Linked DNA regions of Zea mays: regions 2 and 3 are each linked to region 1. A link is a contact called in public Hi-C data. All regions are on one chromosome and are shown on one strand. Each heading gives the region's core, a stretch centred on a gene start, on an enhancer-like site or on the middle of the called end of the contact. The rest is flanking DNA. Distances are from core to core; before and after follow the strand shown.

Region 1 (3,027 bases), core at 447-2,946:
TCGAATTTAATTCTAACGCTAACCCCGGCTTGTAGTGTGTGCTTAAGTTTGTAAATTTCTGATTTGCCTATTCACCCCCATCTAGGCGACTTTCACTATTGCATGTGGGATAGTGCGGCAATAAATTAATAATACATGCATAGTTCGTTTGCTTATCGGGCTGTGGGCACCACAGTTTGTACCTTTTTACATATTGATCACATAGTCATGGCCGAAGAAGATGCAATCTTAAACGGCATTTATGCATTAGAATTCTATTAAATGACTATAATGTTTAAGTTGAAAGAACTGGTGATTTTCATCGAGCTAGAGTTCTTATTTCGGGAAAAAGGCAACTTATGAAATCTATTGTTCCTCAAAAAAACGCTAGTAGTATAAATGCTTTTGGTTCATTACCTCCACCAAAAGGTAGGGGCATGTATTGAACACTAAATCTGGCAACACTGGTACTACTGGATGGTCAGTGGGCAAGCCTGGACGGTCTGGCCCTCGGATAGCCCGACTTGTTAGCTTGGACCGTCTCAAATTAGATTAGTTCGAGCGAGAGTGTTGATTTGTTGTGAGATCTTTTTCGTTTCTTGCAGTATTTTGTTGGACTTCGCTTAGAATAAGGTCCAGACTCCCTCTCCCGTAAATATAAAGGGGTACGGTCGATTGAGACACATAATCCAATCAAACAATCTATTTACATTACTTATCTTCATGCCTTAGATCTAGATATGGCATAGCTCTAGTAGTAGTTCTCCAATATGAATATTCATCTCTCTTTGGCTCTACGTCATCTAGAGGTGCTTTGGCTGGCCTGTCGACTCTAAGGCAACCCCAAGATCCTTTATCCGTGATGGGGAGACGAGATATGTGTTCTTTTCTACCATCACGGATAGTCCAATGACCTATGGTAGACTGTACGGTGACCTACCACGGATGGTCCGGTAACCTATCGCGGAAAGTCACACTAGCCAACAGAGAAAGTCCCCAAGGTTCTGCGCATGGCGCATAGGTCCTAGAAATAGTTAGTGTTTGGCAAAAAGACACCAACAATAAGAAAGTGTATTTCGAAGTGCCAAGTATTTCAAAATAAGTAAATAAATAAAGTATAAAGAATGCCAGCATTTAGAGATACTGGTTCACAATTTAACTGCTACTGCGTTTCTTCCTTTTTTTAAGAAAAAGCGTACCTGCTTGTACATTCCGGTTGCGTGCAGATTCAAAGATTTCGTGCATACAGCTCTAGCACGCACGGAATGCTGACTGCAGTGGATAGCTCCATTTGCTACTCGATCTGACATAGAGTACAAAATCTGCCGCAGTGGAGAGCTGTATGGGCGACTCCATTTTAGCGTAGATACTCAGGAACGGCAAAACTAGCGTGGTACGGATTCAACTCTACGCAGCCACAAGCCAGCCGCTGCGACGTGTAGCCTGCAGGGGCAGCACAACTGAAAAGGCCGCCCAATGTAAAAGCGTGACGTGTATGAACGTGAAATAAAAAATGATATAATATATGGTAGTTGGTATAGGGTTGAGATATGGAGTAAATATAACTGCGGAGAATTATGGTATAGAGTAGAGAACCTTACTGATAAGGATAAAATATTTTTTTAGAGTAGAAATTTAGAGTTGTATGAGTGCGGATAGCCTTGCGCAGCAGCAAACTGCAAACCAGCAACGCATCAGCCGAGCCAAGCGGCAGATCGTTTTCAGGCGGCGTGACGCGCTCACGCCTGTCTCCTTGCCCCCTTCGGTCCTCCCTCCTCCCGGCGAGCTCCTCTACCACGGGTGTACCAACCAACCACCAGTCCACCAAGCGCGCGGGCGCCATCAGGTAGACCGGCCCCTGCGTTAGACCCAACCCAACCCTAGCTACCGTGACGCTCGATCGGCTTCGGGTTAGTTTGCGGAGGAGGCGTGGAGGTGGACCGCCTGTGCCGTGAGGCTGAGTCATGGAAGTGCCGCCACTGCCAACGGCGTCGGAAGGGGAGCGCCGAAGCGTAGCGACGGGGTCGTGCCTCCCCAGGCTGGTCTCCGGCGTCCTCTCGGGGGCCCTCACCGGCATCTTCGCCGTTGGTAAGCGCGCCCCCGCGCCCCCATAGCGTTGACAGCACCTTGTGTTGCTTCTGTGTTTTGGTTTGCGTGCTCTGTTTTTTTTTTCTTTGACGCGGATTTGGTTTGCCTGTGGCAGCTGGAGGCCTGACGGGGGCGTTCACCGGCGCATTGGCCGGCCGAGCTTCCGACAGCGGCGTCCTCCGGGGAGCCGGCCTGGGGGCCTTTGCGGGGGCGGTACTATCCATCGAGGTTCTCGAGGCTTCGCGCGCCTACTGGAGCGCGGACCGATCGAGCCCGCAGAGCACGTCCTCCATGGTCCGTGAGCTACTTCTTCAATTCGTCAGGCATGATTGTTATGCAAATCAATTAGCAGAGTGTAACTGTCTTGCCTTAGCTAGAGAAATTCCGTCTTAATTAGAAAGTTTTTATATGCTAGTATTATTAGTTCCTTACTACCTTGAGCCCGGAATTATATTTTGCAACGCCATTGTTTTCAGTGGTTCATGGGGGCCGCGAATTTAAGAAAAATTACCTGCAGGGGGATTTCATAGAACAGCTCCTTCATGCTCGATTTGTGCAAGACCAGTATGAGCCATCGGCATATATGGCCTATCGTTGGCAGGTCAGTTAATTGTCTTAGTTACCATGGGTCCTCTTTGACAGAAAACACATAAATATATTCTTAAAATTTTTGAAGCTTATGAAATTTTGCAAGTATTTTTAATGCTATAATACACATGTAACTTATATTCTCTTAAACTAAATAATTTCATGTTATTGATTTTTCGTAGTTTTAAGGTTTCACTCAATGACATTGATCGGAGTAGTAGATATTTTCCAACAGGTTGGCATTGCCGACAATGATGATATGTTTGATGTCCTTGAAGATGTTTTATCCGAAGGGCTCTCACAAGATACTCTAAAGAAGTTGCCACATCATGTGGTTCCTGCACCAATTGGTGAAAGCTTGTCTTGCGCTAT
Region 2 (3,070 bases), core at 393-2,892, 200 kb before region 1:
GTTTGTGTGATGTCGTGGCCGTCGGAGGAGCGCTGGAGCTTGGCGGAGGGACAGCTGTCGGGGCTGTCGAGTCCTTGCTGACGTCCTCTTGCTTCCGTAAGGGGGCCGAGAGCCACCGTCGTCACAGAGTATGCGGGGCGCCATCATTGCCTATCTGGTGGAGCGAGCCAGATGGGACGCCGGTCTTGTTCCCCGTGGCCCGAGTCAGCTTGGGGTAGGGTGATGATGGCGCCTCCTGTTGACGTGGCTGATCTGCGCCCTAGGTTGGGCGATGTGGAAGCTCCTCCGAAGCCGAGGTCGAGCCTGTCTTCCGTGGCCGAGGTCGAGTCCGAGCCCCTGGGTCGGGCGAGGCGGAGACCGTCGGCTGAGGCAGGGCGGAGTCCGAGCCCTGGGGTCGGGCGAAGCGGAGTTCGTCGTCTTCTGGGGCTGAGCCCAAGTCCGAGCCCTGGGTCGGGCGGAGCGGAGTTCGTCGTCTTCTGGGGCTGAGCCCAAGTCCGAGCCCTGGGTCGGGTGAAGCGGAGTTCGCCGTCTTCCGGGGCTTAGCCCGAGTCCGAGCCCTAGGTCGGGCGGAGCGGAGTTCGCCGTCTTCCGGGGCTTAGCCCGAGTCCGAGCCCTGGGTCGGGCGGAGCGGAGCTTCCTATGGCGCCTGCGGCCGGGCCTGACTGCCTGTCAGCCTCACTCTGTCAAGTGGCACCGTAGTCGGAGCGGCGCAGGCGGCGCTGTCTTTCTGTCAGGCTGGTCAGTGGAGCGGCGAAGTGACGACGGTCACTTCGGCTCTGTCGGCTGAAGGGCGCACGTCAGGATAAAGGTGTCAGGCCACCTTTGCATTAAATGCTCCTGTGATTTGGTCGGTCGGTGCGGCGATTTGGTCAGGGTTGCTTCTTGGCGAAGACAGGGCCTCGGGCGAGCCGGGAATACGTTAGCCGCTGGAGGGGGGCCTCGGGCGAGGCCGAGATCCTCCGGGGTCGGCTGCCCTTGTCCGAGGCTAGGCTCGGGCGAGGCGTGATCGTGTCCCTCGAATGGACCGATCCCTGACTTAATCGCACCCATCAGGCCTTTGCAGCTTTATGCTGATGGGGGTTACCAGCTGAGAATTAGGAGCCTTGAGGGTACCCCTAATTATGGTCCCCGACAATTATGGTCTAAATGATTGTTAAATAGTAAAAAAAGATGGATGACTAAAGTACTAGTTCATGCTTGAGCTAGACTTATATTGAGTATTTTATACTCACGAGTTAACAGGTATGGGTGAAGGCGGAACGTTATAAATACCTGTTTACCCGTTGCGTGAAGATTTTTTTCCAATTACAGAACAACGGGTAAAATATTTAGCCCACATACATACCCTAAGGACTACTTTGGAAACCTCAAATCTTTTTCGGGACTAGAGAGGATTGGAGTGAAAATAAACTAATTTGCTCTTTAATTTTCTTCAATCCCAAAAAGAATTTGAGTTTCTAAACTACCTTTAATAGAGTAAATATCCATCGGACATGTGGTCGCGGTACCATTGCCATCTGTACATTGTTGCCCGTGTGGTGTCGGCCTCGACCGTCGCCGACGCCGCGCATCCAGCGTCCCTGTCTACGTTACCGACTCCTCACGCTGGCCGGACCACGTGCCCCCACGTCTCGCCGTCCCCGGTTCTCATCCACCCCGAGCTCCCCCAACGCGTTTTACCACAGACCAATAAGTGGCCAATCCCTCGCTGCCCCCACACTCCAGAAGTCCAGACCAAAGCTCTAAAGTCCAATCCCTCGCTAGCCACTTGCCATCTGATCAACCAGCCAGCCGATCTCAGCGATCCGCCATGGCCACCGCGTATTACGAGAGGCCCCGTGGCGGCGCCGTCGAGGAGGCGGACGACTTCGATGAGTTCGACCCCACGCCGTACGGCGGTGGGTACGACCTCGCCGTCACCTTCGGTCGCCCGCTGCCACCGTCCGAGGAAACCTGCTACCCGTGCTCGGCGCCCTCGACCTCCTACGACGCACCGCACTACGCCGCCTCCGAGCCGTCCCCCTACGGTCACCACGCCAAGCCAAAGCCCAACTATGGGTTCCGCCCCCAGCAGGAGCAACAGCCGTCTTACGGCAGCGGCTACGGATCCAGGCCCGAGCCCGCTGCGGAGGAGGGCGGTGGCTATGGATCTGGCTTCGGATCCGGGTATGGGAGGAAGAAGCAGGAGGAGGAGAGCTACGGCTCTGGATATGGGAGGAAACCGCAGGCGGAGGAGAGCTACGGGTCCGGCGGGTACGGCTCTGGCTACGGCGGTCAGACCCGGCCGGAGGAGAGCTATGGGTCAGCAGGGTATGGATCTGCCAATCCGCAGGCTGAGACATACGGCTCTGGCTACGGGAGGAAGCCACAGGTAGAGGAGAGCTACGGATCGGAGTATGGGTCTGGGTTCGGGAGGAAGCCGCAGATTGAGGAGAGCTATGGATCGGGGTACGGGAGGACGCCGCAGGTTGAGGAGAGCTATGGATCTGGTTACGGGAGGAAGCCTCAGGTTGAGGAGAGCTATGGATCTGGGTACGGCAGCAGGCCGCAGGGTGGGGAGGAGTATGGCAGTGGTGGTGGTGGGTATGGGAGGAAGGCACAGGAGGAGACCTATGGCTCCTCGGGGTATGGCTATGGCAGGAAGAACGAGGAGCAGAGCTATGGTGGTTCTGGCTATGGTTATGAGAAGAAGGCATCTGAGGAGGACGAAGGTGCCTTTGGCTCTGGTGGTTACCGGAAGCCAAAACCCTATGACGAGGAGACACAGGGTTCATACGGTTATGGAGAGGAGCAGCCCAAGTATCAGAGTGGCGGGTATGAGAGGCCGAGCTATGGTGGGGGAGAGGGGTACTATGGCCGCAAGAAAGATGTAAGATCCTTTCTCCCTCTTTGGTTTACCTATGTGAATGTGAATTCATTTACTTTATAGTGGTTGAATAACTGCTTATCCTTCTAATCCTTGAATAGGATGGCCTTTCAAGGTAGTCGTTGTTTAGCTAGTAGAGTTTGTGAATCTAAAAACTAAATCACACTATCTCTAGGTTGCAAAAGATAGCTTTAGATAAATGCT
Region 3 (3,119 bases), core at 165-2,664, 220 kb before region 1:
AAGTAAGGTTCGGTTGTGCGCAACATGTTTGTATATAGCAGGGGCGGATGTAGTACAGGTGCATGGGGATACAGGTACAAGCAGAACAGAACAGGCTCTTGATCAGTTCATTAAGGATAACAAAGAAGCAAAAAAACTCATATGCTTACGGTGACATTGGCAATGGCTATACTTGTGGATAAATGTTGGTGAATTGTATCCTTATATCCGCACACCTAACTATTTAATGTCATTCAGTCGTCATATTACATTTTGAGTGAATTGCATCGTTTAGGTCTATGCCCCATGATTGAAATCCTGTATCTAGGGATGAAAACGGTCGGAAACGGTATTTATTCGGTAATCAGTTTTTTCTTTGATTGCGAATAAATAGAATATAGAATCTACCATACAAATTTGTATTCTTGTTTCTAACATCCAGCTTGTAAAGATTCATAGATGATAAACCTTAAATTTATGCTATATTTTCTTAAATAATAGATATAAACTTCGGTATGGATTCGGAAACAAATTCGATAATTTTTTCAACTATTTGTGTTGTAGGGACCAAATAACACTTAAAACAATTTATGTAATATTTTATTCATATTTGTACTAATGTGCTTGATAACATAGGAAAAGATCAACATCAAATTTTATACATATCTATTTTAAAATATTAAATTTGTCCTAACAGTTCGGATTACCACTTTCATCCCTACCTGTATCTGCCACTGGCATATGGCCATAACCATTGGTGTTTCCATTTTCCTATATCAGTTATCACAGTACTTATTCTGTATCCTTCTCAATGGATCCCACTAATTGGCACTCCATCTGAGCTGCTAGTGAATGTCTGTTGGAAAATAAGAATCTGCCATTCTGCTTATGTACCCAGCAGTTAACATATCTTTGCAATAGGGATATGGTTCTGTCAATCTTTGCTTAAACCAGTTTCACAAGATGTGCAACGATTTGTCTTATCATGTGATGTTTTCTTTTCTTATTATTAGGAGAGGGAGAGAGGTGTCGATTGGCGAATGGAGGGTCTAGATGCAAAGGTTTGTCGCATGGCTGTAATATGTACATGAAATGTGGTGGATTTTGTTAGGAATTTTCTAGGGCATAGCATATCTGGTATTCATATCCAATCTCCTTTGCTTTGTATGTCAAATGGAAAACTCCTTCGAGACTCAGGTTTAATTTCTTTAGTGGCAAATTTTTTGGATTGGTTAAAAAAATCTCTCATTGTGTCTCATCCACTTTCGGGTTACAATGTCATATATGTTACTCTTTGGTTGGACCGCTGCAGAATGAACTGTTGATGTTGGTGCGTTAGTGATTGGAGGCGAGATTTTCATGGCTGGTGCGAGCACAATACCCTACGCTCGGCGGCACGGGCGAAGGGCCAGCGCGCCAACTCAGGTGCCGCGTCGGCGTGTAGGTGCGTTTGGGCGTAGGGCTGGAAAAAAGTTCGAGCTCGACGAGCTGGCTCGCGGCTCGGCTCGACACTTAGAACGAGCCCGAGTCGAGCCTGTTTTTGTGGCTCGTGAAAAGAGCGAGTCAGCTCGGCTCGGTGCAGCTCGCGAGCTGGCTCGTGGCTCGACCCAACAACAATTTGTTACATAAAATCTTAATTAGCATATAATATTAGTACCGAGTAGACAACAATTTATGTTATTTGAGATTACTATATAAAAATAATCTATTTTCTATATTATATTAGTGATATATCTATTTTACTAATTTAAAATATGTTATTTAAAATATTCTTAAGATTTTATATTACAATTTAGAGCGCAAATTTACATTTATGGCTAGGCTCGTTGGCTCGGCGAGCCCGGAGCGAGCCGAGCTGAGCCGCTTTTTCGAGCTCGCCAGATGGGCGAGTCGTGCCGAGCTCGGCTCGTTGCATGAGCGAGCCGGCTCGGCTCGTTTCCACCCCTATTTGGGCGCCAGGCCTGGACCACGGCGAAGGCAAAGCCGGGTGCCTGTGCTGGCCTGCCCCCCACGGTCGCGCGCGCTCACTGGATGAACTAACTGTCGTGTCGAGCCCGAGCCCGTCAACCCAAGACCTCCCAAGTTAGGGATAGATTCGGATCGGATACGCATGGAAACGAATACGAATGTCACTATTTACCATATTTTAATTCGAATACGAATACTATCGGATACGAATACAAAACGAATAGTTCGAATTCGGATTCACATTCGGATACTTACTTGATTTGAAACATAGCATCATAACAAGTATTAATTTGTTTTTATCGATATGTTTGTAGTTGATAAATATCATATTATAATTAAATTATGAACAATAGTACATATATATTATTTAGTTGAATATCATTTTTTAAATAACTTATTTATACATGGTATATTTATATTTTGGACTTTAAATATAATATTTTTTTATATTAAGTATATTTGTATGTTGGACTCTAAAAACTCCAATAATATATTCAAAATTAGACTTTTAATATTAATTAAAATTTATCATTGTATATCACTAGTTATGTAAGATTAACACTATGATATGAATAATTTTTAAACAATTTAAATGGTGTACATCAGTTTTTTAGTACATTATTTAAAATCTAAAATCACTTGTAATTAGTAATAACAGTAAGTTTAAATTGATTTTTATCGAATACTTTTCCCTTTCAGATACGAATAGTATCGGATATTTCACGATTTTGTCGAATACGAATATTAAACTAGATAGAGAAAAACAAAATTTAGATATTTCTATTTAACATCCATATTAAAATCGAATACAAATACGAATATCCATATTAGCACTTTATCTGAATATGTATACGAATAATTCGGATCTCCAGATATCTGAATCCATCACTACCCCAAGTGCACAATCCAACGTCCCAACCGTGACTAGTGCTCGACCCGTCGACCGTCCGGACGGTGGCAACTGGCAGGTGCCAGTAGAGATGGCAATGGGTAAAAACCCGTTGGGTATTACTTGTCCAAACCCATACCCGCGAAGAAAAAATACGCCCGCTAAAAAACCCATACCCATGACGGGTATAAAATTTTGCCCAAACCCATACCCATGCGGGTTTCGGGTACCCAACGGGTTTCCCATACCCACTAACATCAACATAAAAAATAATTCATCATGT

What was found. A called contact is a pair of places that touch in the nucleus more often than the background predicts.
Region 2: a contact with region 1 is called in a Hi-C map of leaf, with 7 times the contacts expected there. The contact joins the promoter of LOC100191540 here to the promoter of LOC100382173 in region 1. A contact is called at or near these places in 3 of 25 Hi-C or Micro-C datasets (ear, leaf and tassel).
Region 3: a contact with region 1 is called in a Hi-C map of ear, with 1.6 times the contacts expected there. The contact joins the enhancer-like site here to the promoter of LOC100382173 in region 1.

The regions. Positions count from the first base shown.
Region 1 is chr6:124,177,528-124,180,554 of Zm-B73-REFERENCE-NAM-5.0, reverse strand. LOC100382173 (putative RING zinc finger domain superfamily protein) reads left to right here and starts at 1,696. Exons shown (of 5, transcript NM_001174933.1): 1 at 1,696-2,067; 2 at 2,183-2,361; 3 at 2,585-2,668; 4 at 2,891-3,027. The coding sequence starts at 1,944.
Region 2 is chr6:124,380,773-124,383,842 of Zm-B73-REFERENCE-NAM-5.0, reverse strand. It overlaps LOC100191540, which reads left to right and starts at 1,642. Exons shown (of 2, transcript NM_001136971.1): 1 at 1,642-2,869. The coding sequence starts at 1,811.
Region 3 is chr6:124,396,681-124,399,799 of Zm-B73-REFERENCE-NAM-5.0, reverse strand. It overlaps dhar4 (glutathione dehydroascorbate reductase4), which reads left to right. Exons shown (of 7, transcript NM_001157942.2): 7 at 993-1,205. Among protein-coding and RNA genes, the nearest start is that of dhar4, 12 kb to the left of the region's middle. Within about 2 kb of position 1,414, at least 1 of the 20 cell types and tissues checked has an H3K27ac peak or open chromatin away from gene starts, as enhancers often do. A contact at or near this core is called in ear, where this site is marked.